Regions from separate parts of the Macaca mulatta genome. Here region 1 is linked to region 2. The links are chromatin contacts, called in public Hi-C maps. All regions are on one chromosome and are shown on one strand. Each heading gives the region's core, a stretch centred on a gene start, on an enhancer-like site or on the middle of the called end of the contact. The rest is flanking DNA. Distances are from core to core; before and after follow the strand shown.

What was found. Hi-C and Micro-C count contacts between places; a contact is called where the count stands out from the background.
Region 1: a Hi-C map of fetal cortex germinal zone shows a contact between it and region 2, with 2.5 times the contacts expected there. The contact joins the promoter of XPO1 here to the enhancer-like site in region 2. A contact is called at or near these places in 4 of 14 Hi-C or Micro-C datasets (cortical neurons, fetal cortex germinal zone, fetal cortical plate and 1 more).

Annotation. Positions count from the first base shown.
Region 1 is chr13:63,195,795-63,198,811 of T2T-MMU8v2.0, forward strand. XPO1 (exportin 1) reads left to right here and starts at 1,661. Exons shown (of 25, transcript NM_001266844.1): 1 at 1,661-2,294.
Region 2 is chr13:62,972,506-62,975,864 of T2T-MMU8v2.0, forward strand. No RefSeq gene overlaps it. Among named protein-coding and RNA genes, the nearest start is that of FAM161A, 91 kb to the left of the region's middle. Within about 2 kb of position 1,841, at least 32 of the 40 cell types and tissues checked have an H3K27ac peak or open chromatin away from gene starts, as enhancers often do. A contact at or near this core is called in cortical neurons, fetal cortex germinal zone, fetal cortical plate and 1 more, where this site is marked.

The sequences.
Region 1 (3,017 bases), core at 411-2,910, 220 kb after region 2:
TGGTTGAAATTGAGGATGGGGAACCCACGGATAGAGGGCCAACTGTACATCACATATCATACATAGTACTTTATATATGTATGTATATATGTATATAAAATGGCTTGATATTATTCATTTATGTAATGAATAAAAACTTAGGTCTGAAAATCATCCAAAATCATTCTGGTGCATCTAAACATTGAGTTGTTGGGTTTTTCTTTATTGGAGGGGGAGTTAGAATAAGTGGTGCTTTGAAGTTAGTCATAGTCCATCGTGAACGAACATTTGCTAAAGAAAATTGTATTACTTCAATAAACCATTTATCTACCTCTTGGTGGCACAAAGGGCCTAGTAAATTTTGGTGGGCTATTTGCTCTTAAGCAAAGAACAATCTGTAAAGCTGATTTGGAGGACGCTTGGGAACAAACAAGAGACGCAACCACGTGAAAGACAACGTGCATGTGACTTTCACAGAAAATACTATTTGGTGATGATTTAGTATGTGAAGTGCCGCTAGGGTGAAAGGAAAATCTGAGTGTTGCAGATCAAGGGCACCAGGTGGGACGCAGTTGGCATGCAAGCTCACCCAGCCAAAACATGCGCTGTCAAACCAATAACCTGGGATTACAATGTTTTGGCTTTCAGGAAAGGTTGGTTGTCGAAGCGGCCAAATTCCAGCCTGGGGAGGCAGAGTTGAAATTTTAAGACTTTCCCAAGAAGTATTTCGATATATTTTCCGAGACCCTGAGAAGATCACGAGGCGCCAAGAATGCACGCCCTGCGCCTCACCCCAACCTCTCTCTCAGCTACCTGGCCCAACCCAGGCCTCTAAAATGGATTAGAGGTCTGGGGCCTACAATTGGCCTCGGAAGTGTTCCTTTCCCTCCTTTCTCCACCCCTCCGAGAGTTCAAAACAACTGGGTGTGCCATCCCTTTTCCGAACGCATCCCCCATCTGAGGGGCGGATCCTAATTCCCGCGGGCTCAGGCCCCCGCAGGTTGGCGGGAGCCGGTGGGGGCGGGCCGGCCGAGTCCGGGAAGCAGATCGAACACCGCCGCGCGCCGCGATCAAACTCGCGCCGCCACTAGCTCACGAGCTGCGCCCCACCCTCTCCGTCACCGAAGGCGCCCAGCCAATGAGCGGGCGGGAAAGGCCGGGCCTGCGAACTAGGCACTGGGAGGGTGAGGGCCGCAGGGGGAAGGGAAGTCGAGAGCTCGAGGGCGGGCTGCACTTGATTGACAGCTCGTTCGAACGAATCCTCCACGCGGCTTTCCTTCGCTCTCTTTTCTACTCAGCCCTGCTCTTCGTCCCACCTCCTCCTCCTCCACCCCTCTCCTCTTGCCTTTCGACCCTCCCCACTTCCCCTCCCCCACTCTGCGGGCAAATCGCTGCTGAAAAGAGGCGGGGGCCGAAGCGGCGGGCTCGTGTGGAGCCTTGAGGTGGGATTGACTGGCGCTCAGGCCAATGAGAGATAGGCTCATGGCGCGGCTGTAGCTGGAACTGACCAATAGGAGGGCGGGCTGGGGGCGGAGGCCCAGGTTCCAAACGCTCCGCGGCGCCATGGGCTGAAAACTCAACCGAGATGGAATCTCCCAGTCTGAACCGGTTTCAACCGGTTCCGAGTTTGAGGCACTAGGAGGAGGGGGAGAAGCGGCTGCAGCGGCCGCGGCAGGAGCAGCGGGAGCTACAGCATCAGCAAGAGCAACAGTAGCTACAGCCCCGGCGGCGGTGCCTGTTCCAGTCTTTGCTGCTGCAGTCCGTGCAACCACCCAGAGGGGGAGGGGGGAACCACCAGTCGCTGAGGAGCAAGAGAAGGGGGGAAAGTTTAGGCGAGCCTGGGGGGGGCCCAGCGCCGGAGCCGCGTGAGAGAGGGAGCCGTGTTTTGGTAGGGGGGAGTCGGACTGCAACTGGCAGCAGAGCGTCCCCCCGGCCGTGTGGACTCTACACCCCCTACTCCTGCCGCTTCTGCTGCTGCCTGTGGCTGGAGGGTCCCCCTGGGGCTGAATCTTTGGGACTTGACCCGGTTCCCTCCCCCTTCCCTCACTCCCCAGCCGGGCGGGAGCATTTATTCCCCAGATTAATTCCCCTTCTTTTTTGGGGGGCGGGTGGGTGTGTGTGTTGGGGGGAAGCGTCCCTGAAATAGTAAATATTATTGAGCTCTTTTTGCCCTTTTCCTCTCCGTTTTTTTAATTTCTTTTTTTAAGGTGGGAAAACTGTGAAACCCACCTTGATTCGTCCCCTCTCCCCCTCCCCACCTTCCCTGGCCCTAATCCCCCGACAAGGAAGGAAGGAGCAGTTGGTTCAATCTCTGGGTAAGTCGACTGTGTCTTTGGGGCCGAGGGTCGGGCGGCGGCGCGGCCGGGCGGGAGGAGGCCAGCGTGGGGCGCGGCGGTCGCGGGAAGCGAGCCCAGGAGGCGGCGGGCGGGCCGGGGGCGCGCCGGGCCCACAGCGGAGCCTGCGATTGAATGGAGCCGCTTTTGCCGCTGGGGGATGGAGGCGGGGAGGCGGCCGCGGGAGGGGAGCGCTTGCTGGGTCATTCGCGTGTGCGGGTGGCGGTGGAGGAAGGCGAGGAGCGTGATAGTGAAACGGGGCCCCGCGCGGGGTGGAAGGGCTTCCCCAGCCCCACGGGCTGGGGAGAAGTTGGGGTGATTTCAGGAACATCTCTGTAAATTATTAGGAGTGGAAGTTTCCAGAAATATTTAGTGCAGCAGCATTGAAACGTCCGCCTGCATCACGTGGCCCCCTCGGTGGAGAGCTTGGGATGGGGGAGGGAGGGGCTGCCGACTCCCTGTTCCTCCAGCAAGGAAACTCGAAAGCTCTCCGGTTTTTTGCAGAGTGGCATGTGAAGTAGGAAAGATGAATTTTTCAGGGGCCTGCACATGGGATTCCGTCTTGTAGTTCCTTTTCAGGGGGTTGTGTGTGATAAGTTGGTTAAACCATTTACTGGTGGCCTCGTACAGTGGAGGATGCCCTGATTCTCCTTCATTCCGATGTCTGAGTTTGGGTTGGGTGGGAGGAAGTGGTGTAGTAGAGGA
Region 2 (3,359 bases), core at 591-3,090:
TTGAGTAATGGGGGCAGATCTCTCATGAATGGCTTGGTGCTATCCTTGCAGTAATGAGTTCTCACTCAATCTCTGAGAACTGATTGTTAAAAAGAGCCTGGCACCTCCTTTCCTCTTGCTCCCCCTCTTGCTGTGTGACACACTGGCTTCCCTTCACCTTCTACCATGAGTGGAAGCTTCCTGAGGTTCTCATCAGAAGCTGATGCCAGGGCTGCTGATGAATATACAGCCTGCAGGCCAAGCGTGGTGGCTCACGCCTGTAATCCTAGCACTTTGGGAGGCCGAGGCGGGTAGATCACCTGTGGTCAGGAGTCCAAGACCGCCTGGTCAACATGATGAAACCCTGTCTCTACCAAAAATACAAAAACATTTAGCTGGGCTTGGTGGCAGGTGCTTGTCATCCCAGCTACTTGGGAGGCTGAGGCAAGACAATCACTTGAAGCCAGGAGGTGGGGGATGCAGCGAGCCGAGATCGCGCCATTGCACTCCAGCCTGGGCAACAAAAGCTAAACTCCGTCTGGGGAGCGGGGGCAGGGAGAAGGCTGGGGGGCAGTGGCTCAAGCCTGTAATCCCAGCAACTTTGGGAGGCTGAGGCGGGTGGATCACCTGAGGTCAGGAGTTCGAGACCAGCCTGGCCAATATGGTGAAACCCCGTCTCTACTAAAAATACAAAAATTAGCCTGGCGTGGTGGCACGTGCCTGTAGTACCAACTACTCGGGAGGCTGAGGCAGGAGAATCGCTTGAACCCGTGAGGCGGAGGTTGGAATAAGCCGAGATCCCGCCACTACACTCCAACCTGGGAGACAGCGAGACTCCATCTCAAAAATAAAATAAAATAAAAAATCTTGCATCAACACTCCTACGTAAATGTCTCTGCTATTCACTCAACAACTGGTCATCAACCTCCACCCCGCAAACACAACCGTCAGGTCTATCTGGTTCCCAAGTAGGCGGGTCGGTGACCCTCACGAGGAAAGGGAGTGTGTGGGCCTGTCCGTCTCCAAGGCCTCTCCACCCAACAGTCCCTCAGCGGTTTCGCTGTTCTGCGAGGTCTTTACCCCAGGATGTTCCGGGAAGTCAATCCCTCCCCGCCCTAGGCTACACCTGGAGCGGCCAGCAGCTGACCCGAACTTTCTGCCGGGCCTCCTTTCTCATTCCTCGGGTTCGCCAGTGCCACACCCACCAAGGGCTTGGTCTCGTAAGAAGGCCTCGCTGGACTACCGCGACTTGTTACTTATGGGGGAGGATTTACGCGCGTCCTTCCGGAAGCCACACATCACTTCCCTCGCTCCGCCCAGTTTATAGACCTGCGCACCCGCAAGGGCATGAGAGAGACTAGCCGGCGCGCGGGGACGCCGCGGGGACGCCCTTGCGCACGCCCGTACTTCCGCCCCGTCCAGCCCCCTGGTTGCGGAGCCACGGGCCAATCAGATCATGCCTCGCCTCTACGCCCCCGGCTCCCCGAAACTTCTGTCCTCCTTTGAGGACGACTTTGGAAACACAATAGTCCCCTCGCCGACGTCGCCTTAGACGCGTTGCCATACGTCGTCACCCATAGAAACGGCTTTCCGCGGGGCGGACTCCAAGCCTCTCTTGTGTGAGCGGGCGGGGGTAGCGGGAAAGGCTGTTTTTCATTTCCAAGAGAAAACCGTCACCCCGCCCACCTCGAACCTCCTCCCAACACCTCAGGATAGAAACGCCGCGCTCAGGGAAATGAGAAGTGTTCTGATACAGGAAAAAGGAGTTCGTATTTCTTTCAGAAGGTGACCGTTTTCCTCCTTCTGAGGTCACGAGCTGTCCGTCCCATGCCCAGAATTCCTGAGGCCCGGCGTGGCGTGTTTCCGGTCGCTGGGCTCCTCCGAGAGCTGTGGGAAGAGGCGCGGGCGACGGAGGGCGTCAGCGAGCTCGGTCTTCGCCTGCCTTCGCCGGCGTGGACTCTTCCCAGTGTCCGTCTTCCCCCGCGAAGTAATAGTGTCCTGTATTTCCTGATTGTAAGAATAGTGCTTTTAAAAAATGCCTGCTCCCTGTAATAGCAGTAGTTCAATAGTACATACATGTTTATAAAAGAAACTTAAACTCTCATTCTTGCCACCATGGATAATACTATTAACATATTGCTACATAAATTTAGAGTTTTCATACATACACGTAAAGATGTTTGGTTTTTTAAAATAGGAAAACGTAACCGCGTTGTCTCCCAGTAATGTCTTTGCAGGTAAATTAAAATAGATTTTATATATACATATATGTATACGTGTGTATACATTATATATAATGTATGTGTGTAATATATGTATAATATATGTATAATATGTAATATATACATATTATATATGTATATGTAAAATCTCTTAATATATATATTTTATATATATATATATTTTTAATAGGGTCTTGCCCTGTTGCCCAGGCTGGTCTTGAACTCCTGGGCTCAAGTGATCCTCCCACCTCAGGCTTCCAAAGTGCTGGGATGGTGGGCATGAGCCACCGGGTCCAGCCTACAGAATCATTTTTAATGGCTGTATGGATATAATTTGTTCAACCAGTCCCTAAGTTGTTGGACTTTTCAGGTATTGACAGCTTTTCAGGTCTACAATCCTAGATGAATATTCTTATATGTAAATCTGTATATGTCCTTGATTATTTTCTTACAATAAATTCATAGAAGTAAAATTACTGGATCAAGGAAAATGCACGTTTGTAAGATTCCAAATGTTACCAGACGCTCCCCTAGAAACCTATTTACTACTTTTCCATTAACAGTATGAGAACGAATATGCTGTCTGCATCTCCTTGCTAATCTTAGATATTGTCAATCTTCCTGATCTTTATCATCTCTTTAAAAAAGGCCTGTTTTAATTTGCAGTTTGTTGCCTACGTGTAAAACTGAACATCTTTCATATAATTATTGGCTCTATTTTTGTGAATTGCTAGTTCATGACTTCTGCCTATTTTTCAAATGAAATATTCATATTTTAGAAATTGCAAGTGCTTTTTGTATATTAGAAATATTAACCTTTGATTGAGATATTTACAGATATTTTTCCTGTTTTTTAAATTAATCTTTTAATATCACCTATGGTTTTTTTTGTTTTGTTTTTACTGAGGAAAGTTTTTAATTTTTATGTAGTTATGTCTAATGAGTCATTTCCTTTGTTTCTAGCTTTGATGTCATGGTTACCTGTATTTTCTTCTAGCATTTTTAGAGTTTAAAAAAAATAATTTGCCAGGCGCAGTGGCTCACGCCTGTAATTCCAGCACAAATGCTATGCATTTACATCGCGTTAGGTATTATAAGTAATCTAGAGTGATTTGAAGTATACGGGAGGATGGATGTGGGTAGGTTATATGCAAATAT